3 separate regions of the Sus scrofa genome follow, and regions 1 and 3 are each linked to region 2. A link is a contact called in public HiChIP or PLAC-seq data. All regions are on one chromosome and are shown on one strand. The core of a region is the stretch at or near the end of the contact, and the rest is flanking DNA. Distances in the headings are between cores, read along the strand shown. Region 1 holds the start of ANAPC16 (anaphase promoting complex subunit 16). Region 2 holds the start of ECD (protein ecdysoneless homolog). Region 3 holds the start of CHCHD1 (coiled-coil-helix-coiled-coil-helix domain containing 1).

The links. HiChIP or PLAC-seq counts read pairs in DNA pulled down with a chosen protein or histone mark.
Region 1: an H3K27ac HiChIP or PLAC-seq map of alveolar macrophages shows a contact between it and region 2. The contact joins the promoter of ANAPC16 here to the promoter of ECD in region 2. A contact is called at or near these places in 1 of 5 promoter capture datasets (liver), 1 of 47 Hi-C or Micro-C datasets (heart right ventricle) and 2 of 2 datasets of contacts at active chromatin or transcription factors (alveolar macrophages and skeletal muscle).
Region 3: an H3K27ac HiChIP or PLAC-seq map of alveolar macrophages shows a contact between it and region 2. The contact joins the promoter of CHCHD1 here to the promoter of ECD in region 2. A contact is called at or near these places in 2 of 5 promoter capture datasets (fetal liver and liver) and 1 of 2 datasets of contacts at active chromatin or transcription factors (alveolar macrophages).

The regions. Positions count from the first base shown.
Region 1 is chr14:75,081,407-75,084,106 of Sscrofa11.1, reverse strand. ANAPC16 (anaphase promoting complex subunit 16) reads right to left here and starts at 1,434. Exons shown (of 4, transcript NM_001190225.1): 1 at 1,293-1,434. ASCC1 (activating signal cointegrator 1 complex subunit 1) reads left to right here and starts at 1,126. Exons shown (of 11, transcript NM_001244083.1): 1 at 1,126-1,224.
Region 2 is chr14:75,991,187-75,993,886 of Sscrofa11.1, reverse strand. It overlaps ECD (protein ecdysoneless homolog), which reads left to right and starts at 1,265. Exons shown (of 13, transcript XM_005671096.3): 1 at 1,265-1,408. FAM149B1 (protein FAM149B1) reads right to left here and starts at 1,230. Exons shown (of 13, transcript XM_013983338.2): 1 at 982-1,230. The coding sequence starts at 1,028.
Region 3 is chr14:76,506,016-76,508,715 of Sscrofa11.1, reverse strand. It overlaps CHCHD1 (coiled-coil-helix-coiled-coil-helix domain containing 1), which reads right to left and starts at 1,398. Exons shown (of 3, transcript NM_001190155.1): 1 at 1,249-1,398; 2 at 1,007-1,125; 3 at 1-415. The coding sequence starts at 1,372. The coding sequence ends at 302.

The DNA of each region.
Region 1 (2,700 bases), core at 185-2,684, 910 kb after region 2:
TTCTTTTTCTTACATTATCTTCCATCATGCTTCATCACAAGTGACTAGATATAGTTCCCAGTGCCATACAGCAGGATCTCACTGCTTTATCCAGATCCCGGTTTTTCATACTTATTGTTTCAACACACTCAAGGGAAAAGTTATTACTCCCTCCATTTGACATATAGTCAGCACACTCCTAGAGGGGAAAGAACCTGCTCAGAAAGAGGGAACATGCACTTCACACTAACATGCACTTCACACTTTTAAGGTTCATAATCTTAGGAAGAACCCCTTTCTTAGGAAAAGGGGGAGGAGTTATCTTTTTACCCTGGAGGCCTAGCACAGAACCTGGATCACAATTTCTCCTGAATAATGAACAAATGACAGAACACAGGGCGAGCAGCTCAGCAAAGGTTACCCAGGGGCTAGAGAAGATTGGTATGAAGAGGACTGGTTCATTATCATTTTGTTTTTCTTCCTCATTCTGCAGATCTATTTACATAACTCTTTCTCCCACTTGGCTGCTATGCCCAAAGTTGATGCTCTGTAAAATTTTGACAAATGTTTAAATACTGATGATGAGGTAACCTGGGATTTGACGCTATCAGGAAAGCTGGAACTATTAGCAGTAGCGATCCTTGCAGTAGAACAATGCTCTCTGGGGAGATACAGCACGGCTGTGTTCACATTGGTGAGATAATCAACACATTTACTTCATATACGATGGGGATGACCTCGTATTCATAAACTACTTTCCTTCCTGGCAGATATATACCTATCTTAGAAAGAACCTTTTCCTTTTAAAAATGTCCTATCATAAAGATACTGAAGGAAGTACGCTGGTACAATGGCAAATTATTAGAAGCAATTATTAAACTCCATCATCAAGAAAACATTCATTCCGCTGTGTTTCACTTAAACAGCTGGATTACCATTCAAAAAGATGTGCAGCTAAAAACAAGTGGGGCGGAAAGAAATGGGCTGCCAAGAGGAGGGATCAGAACGCCAACGGTTCTCAAGCTACCTCCAAGTCACAGCCACAGCCTCACCCCCACCCCCACCCCGACCCGCCATCGAGTCCCCAGAGGGCTACGCCAACAGCGCCGTTCCACTGCGCAGGCGCCAGCCCTCGGCCCGCATGCGCACTAGCCAGGCGCGGCCTAAGGAAATTTCCTCTTGCACGCCCTCTGCGGCAGGCTCCCATTCCTCCTCCTACTTTCTCCATTTTACTAGTCCCTGCAGGTAGGATCCCAGAGATCAAGTCCCTTTCCACCAGGCTCTCGAGGGTCCCTGAGCCCTCGGCCACTTACCTCAGCAGCTTTGGCACTTTCCCCTACAGCCCCGCCCCCAAGGCCGACTGGTGCGGCCGAGTTAACATCGACAAGGGCGGCGCCGTGCTCGCGCCCGCGTGGAGGGACCGGCAGCGGCGTGCGCGTGCCCCTTGCAGTAGTGGGCGTGGCCGGGGCGGAGAGGACTTCCGGGTCCTTCTCCTCCTCGTTCCCGGATTTTCTTTTTGCTGTGGGGTCCGTATTTCTCCGCTACCTTTGGAGTACTCGTTTTATTTTTTCTTGCTCACTTTTGTCATTTAGGGTTTTATCTTAACGCACGGCATTTCAGGCCTTCTGCTTTGCTCTCTCTTACCAAACCGTCACGCTGCAGGGTTAAATTTGTTATTCCGCCATCCTTCTGAGCAGACTCGTATCCCAAGGAAAGGCAGATGAACAGCTTCCTATCTCAGACAACGCTCTTTCCCAGAGCTCAGTCTCAGCGCCCTTCCTTAACATTAAAATCTACTTTTGTGGAGAGATTTATTTGAAAGGTCCTGGAGGAATAGGGCACTAGGATGTAAAGTCATTAAACTTGATAATTATACCCCTTCTGACATTCAAGTCTGTTTATTTTACTTATTATTTTATTCATTTTACTGCTAATCTCAACAGGAAATCACCACTTGGTTCTGTAAGCAAATTACCAATTAAAGCTATTTTCTTGCTGGGATTGGGTTGAGCGTTAGGGTATTTAGTGAGAATTGATTTTTTGAGGGGGAACTCTAACTTATTTTGGGCTTCATGACCGTCTAACACATATAGTGGGAACATTGGTTGAGCTTAACTATGGCTAGCCCATAAGGAATCTTTGTTTCCAGATTTTTTTTTTCTTTTTTTCAGGCTGCACCCACGGCATGTTGAACTTCCCAGCCTAGGGGTCGAATTGAAGCTGTAGCTGCCAGCCTACACCACAACCACAGCAACGTGGGGGATCTAAGCCCACAGGAACTATACCACAGCTCACAGAAATGTTGGATCCTTAACCCACTGAGCAAGGCCAGGGATGGAACCCGCATCCTCATGATTCCTAGTCGGGTTTGTTAACCACTGAGCAATGAAGGGAACTCCTCTTTCCAGAATTATTGATTCTTTAAGTGATGTTTAGAAGCTTGGCCTCTCAGTGAAGTGATGTACAGTTTGGGGGCCCACAGAAATTGGATTCCTCCCCTCAGCAATGTGTTCGTTTGGAGAACCATGTTGCTTAAGTCATATTTGATTCTGATAGGCATTTTGATTTTGTTGCGCATATAGTTTTAACACCTCTAAAAGTTCTTCAGGATCTTTTGTCCTCCCCTTGAGGATAAGTGTATTAAATATCCCTGCTTTTCTTAATTACCATGCTGGTTAGAGTGGGTGAGACACTGCAAATGTTTAGGTAAACACAGAAGAT
Region 2 (2,700 bases), core at 16-2,515:
TACCATAGCTGTTATTACCATATATAATTAATATTTAATTAATAAATGTATGGTTGCTAAAATTACATACCTTAGTGGAGAAAAACAACAACTGGGATTTGGGGTTAAAAAGCCCAAGCTCAAAAACCTATTGGTTATATAATCTTAAGATGTGTACCTTTCTGATACTTCCTCTGCTGAAAATTGAAGATGGTCATATCCATCTTAAAGATTAAGATGTGAAAGTTTCTGAAAGTGTAAAGCATTAATAAATGTATGACATTATCATTACTTCCTAAATTACAACACTTCACTAAGTTGTTCAAGCTGGAAATATCTGTTCTCTAAAGTCTCAAAAGCAAACCTGATCCTGAGGATTCTGACTCTTCAACGCAGAGGTGGGGAGACAGTATGTAATGGTTATGACCACAAACTTCAGAATCAGACTGATAACGGGTCTATACTTCAGCTCCATCACCACCTAGCTGTGTGATCTTTGGCACGATACAACCTTCAGATCTGGGATCTTTATCTTGTAGGAAGTACAAAATAAGAGTTCCTATCTGGTATCCTTATTGATAGGATTAAGTAAGCTAATGCATGTAAGCGCTTCGCAGGGTGTTTGGCTTTAGACGTATTCAACTTTATTGTAGGACTCAGTTATTAATAACTTCACGAGTTGTTAGTGGCCATGGAAAGTGGGGCATGGAACACAACGGAAACTACAAATGCCTTAGGAAACCCAGTTCCTGAGCCCCGGGAGTGCAGCCCAAGAGGGTCAAGTCCTGGGATTGCACTGGTAACACGCTCTTAGCTGGAGATGGAGGTCTGGAGGGGCAACGTCCGGCAAGGCTAGGAGGAGAAAATTTCAAAGAATTTTTTCTTTCCCTCGCCCTGGGAAAGAAAAAGGAGCAAGGGACTGGTCAAGGAGGGTCCCCAGAGCGCCTGCGGCCCGCCACGGCTTCCCCCGGCCCCAGCTGGGTGGCTGAGCAGTCCACTCACAGCTCCAAGTTCTGAGGCACCGCCTTCCGTGTGTATCTGGAGATCATCCTCCTCTTCCTCCTCAGCCGCGGCCGGGGCGGCCAAGCCAGGGTGGGGGCCTCCGGGCCTGGCCCTCCCGCCAGCTCCGGCTCGGCCCCCTCCCGCCACCTTCCGGCCCCGTCACGCCCCGTCTCCTAGACTCCGGACCGCCACCACCCCAGGATCCCCACCTCTCCAGTCCTCTCCCCTCCCTGTTTCCCCGTGGGGGCGGAAGTGACGAACGCACAGGTGCAGCCGCCTAATACTCCCGCCGACACCTAGCAAAGGCGACGCTGGGAGTTCCGGAGCTGAGCCGGTTTCTGACTTAAGTTTCCGCTGGCTTCAGGTCCTAGACAAGCGTGTGGATCCAGTCAGAGCCGGGCTTTGGCTGCTGCTGGCAGCCCACGAGGTAGGAGAGAAGGCTGAGGAAAGGTGCCGCAGCAGGGACGTGAGGAAGAGGCCCAGGCTTTAGAACTGGAAGCGAAATTGGCTTCATTTTGTTGGATGAAGAAGGGACCCTTGTTTTGAGTAAAGAGCGCTAGAACCTAGTCCGGCCTCAGCTGCTTGGTTGCTTCTCCTGCCGTGCTCCCGGTTTCCTCATATGTACAGTGTGGAGTCAGTCTGAGTGATCTCAAAGTCCCTTCTAGCCTGACACTAAATTCTTCATAATAAGGTGTGCTTGGCATTCTGGGGTGGGTGAGTATTTATTATCTGTCAATCTGGACTGTAGTGAGTGTCTGGATAGAAGATGCAAGTTCCTCTCGACTTAGTTTTATTAGTTCCTTGGAAAACCAAATAAGCCTGAAAATCGAATCACAGCCTTAAAGTGGACCATCCAGTGCAATATCTTTCTTTAACAAGCCTCACCTGGCAGCAATAGTAAGCTAGTACTTTTGTCTGTAAGGGAAATCCTTAGAAAACAGTTATTTATACCCTCTGAGACCTGAAAAGGGGCGGAGGGCGGTGGTTTGGGACGGGTTGTTGTAGGATCAAGAGCCATGGGCAGATTATTTTGGGGTGAAATGATAGGATATAAATGTTTTGTAGTTTTGAATTCACCCATGATGTACAAGGGGAAAGATTTAAATTCTGCAGAGTAAGGGAGATTACTCTTAAGAGTGTTTAAACAATAAAAATTCAGGGAAGAAGTTCCCTGGTGGCTCAGGAGGTTAAATACAGCTGTGTCATGGGTTCAGTCACTGGCCTGAGAACTTATGCATGCTACAGGCATGGCAGGAAAGAAAGGAAGAACGAACGAACGAAAAGAAAGAAAGAAAGAAAGTAAAGAGAGAGAAAGAGAGGGAGAAGAGGATGAAGGGAGGAAAGTAGAGACGGATTTTAGAAATGATAAAATAACATTCTCATTCTACAATTAGGGGGAAGCCCCAGAAAGAGAAAATGAAATGCCCAGAATGACACAACTAGGACCAGTGGCAGAACTGGAATTTTTGTCAATATTTCAAGAGATGTTATTGCATTGTTTCTGACCGTGTGTTACATGCACCACTATTAGTGCAAAGGCAAACATTTTTTATTTCATTTTTACACGCTTATTAACTTGGGAATGCAGTACTAGATTTCCATTTACTGTATTGTATCAAAAGTTGCTTTCATATAATTGTAAGTATAAAAATGTCATTGAAAGAATTTTAATTAAATGCTATAATTGGTATGTGGTCAAGGCAAAAATCATGATGATTG
Region 3 (2,700 bases), core at 149-2,648, 510 kb before region 2:
TTTTTGTCTTGACCCTGGTGCAAATTACAGAGCAAAGACTTTCCAGAGTGTAGGGGAGAACACAGGACTCAACTATAGTGGGAATACCTAATCCACAACAAAAGGCCAAGCTCTCTTCAGGGGATTTTATTTCAACATAAAATATAATTTCCATCCACATAATGATTCCAAAGGGTTAAAAAAAAGTGTTTCGCGTCCTTCCACTCTTCAAAAAGAACGTGTGACAATGCAAATATCTCTAAAAAGCCTCTGCATAGTTCTCAGAAGCTACAGTCCAGTCATTGAAAATGCTTCTCCATTTTCAGCTGACATGAGGTTTGTTAGGAAACCTATGTAACAACTTATTCAATTTCTTGGGGGGTAAACTCCCCAACTCTCCCAGGTTCTCCTGGATTGATCTCATCTTTCGGGCAGCCTGAAAACACAGAACAAAAATTAAAATGACAGCTCTAAAGTTGGCCCTGACCTAAGCTAATAGTTCTCACAACACCCCAAATCACACTGAGAAATTAACCAGCCTGGAGAGCTGCGTCATCTTCTCAGTCCTCTTTCATCAAAAGGACTTGGGAACCATGAATGACTGTATGATCTGAAGCCATCATCCAGCTGGCAATTAAATCTAAGCTGGAAACCAAATAAACTGTCCTTTCCTATCTTTAGTTCACTTGGGAGAATAATGTCTATTTGAGCAGCAATTTAAATTTTACAATGTGGTTTTCCCATTCATTTCTTCACTTAACACTCACAAAATTCTTTAAGGCAGATATGAATATTAACCTCACTGTGCATCTGATAAAGCTAAAAGCAGTAAAACAAATCGCTCAAGATCACGATGCCTTCAAAATTGTAAACTTTCGCACTTTGGCATGAGTCAAGTAGATCCCAAAAACTTTTCTCGCCCTTTTTGAGGGAGAAGAATTTTCTTATCACCAAGCAAGAGGCAGTAAGAACCATACTGTATACCCCATTCTCCTCCCAAGAGGGCACCCCAGGAGCCTCCTGTCACCTCAGCCCTCGAAGCACAATCGAAGAAGTCCTGAATCTCTTTTCTGCACGCTTCGTCGCGGAATTCATTCTGCTTCCAGCAAGCCATCATTACTGACATCTCCGTGATACAGGTCGCCTCTGGTGGAGAACGGGAAGGACCCTCAATCACAAGGAGACCCTTACCTTCCGGCCCTCCCACCCAGCGGCCCCCTGCACTCCTCCGGCTTCCGTTCTAGGGCCTCCACGGCTCCGACTGCTCACCGCCCTTCTCCCGGCGCCGTTCCCCGACATGATTGGCTAGGATGAGGGGCTTGTTGGGCTTCAGTATAGGCCTCCGTGGGTTTCCAAGCCGTGCTAGTCGACCCCGCAGGCTGGGAGTCGCCATTGCAAAGCGAGCTCCCGGCAGGCTCTGCGGCGCCGTGCGTGACCCTGCGTGACCCTACGAGCTTCCTGAAACTAGGAGGCTCCCTTTCCCGCCCAGCATGCACCGCTTTGTTTTCTTGGCGGGGCACCCGCGCTGCTGGGTTCTGACCTGCTTTAATAGAGACCGATGTGCAGGTTGGGAGGAGAATCTTTGGGACTCGTCTGCTGACCTAGGCCACTCTTGTGGGCCCTGAAGTCTTGGGGCAGTACTGGACCGGGAACACCCAGGAAACACTGATAAACGGACTCTAGTTTCGAGTGGTAACCGGCTGGATTAGAAGGTGATTGGAGTTGCCTGGTGGCTCAGTGGGTTAAGGATCCACCTTGCCACTATTATGGTGGGAGTTCGTTCCCCCGGCCCAGGAATTTCCGCCTGCAGCGGGCGCATCACCAAAAAAAAAAAAAAAAAAAAAAAAAAAAAAAAAAAGATTGACCTAAGCAAGGGCAGAGAGGATGGGAGCAAATAAAACTGGGAGACTGAAAAATGCTAAATTGGGAATTATTATTACTATTAAAAAAAAAAAAAAAAAAAGCCCACACCCGGAGCATAGGGAAGTTCCGAGGCCGGGGACTGAATCCGAGCTGCAGCTGCGGCAACACCGGATCCTTTAACTCATTGCTCCAGACCAGGTATCAAACCCGCACCTCCTCAGCTGGCGGGAGCCGCTGCGCCAGGGTCAGAACTCTAGGAATGATTTTAATAAACCTTCAAGAACTGTTGGTTTTGACTACGTTTGGAACCACCCCAGAAGCCGCAAAGAAAAATTAGCCCTCATTTACTTCAGCAGCTACTGTTGTTCAGAAATCGTTTGCTCATTTATATCGATCTCACTGGGTAAGGAAAGGTTTAAGGACTTTTGCATACATTGTTTTACTTAATCCTCTTCCCAATTCTCTGAAGATACTTAGTAGTATCATTCCTATTTATAGACTTTGTCCTTCCTTGTGATGCCTAGCTTTAATCAGACTTGGTTCTGACTCCCCCCCCACCCCCCACCTCCCAAAATGATTTACAAAGACGTACCGCTGATTCTCAAGGCATATATTTATACATGAGCACCATGTAATGGAAGCACAACTTGTACAAACTTGTAGTTCTTAAGATGACTACTTTGGAGAGCAATACTTAATTTGGTTGTGTAAATTTAGTATGCTAAAATCACTTATCACAGATGTCTGGAATCTTTCCATTTATCTCTGCATGGCTGGTTCTTTTTCTTCTGTTGAGTCTCAGTTTGTCAGGACTTCCCTGACTTCCATCCAAACCACTATCAAGCTGTTTTATTTTCT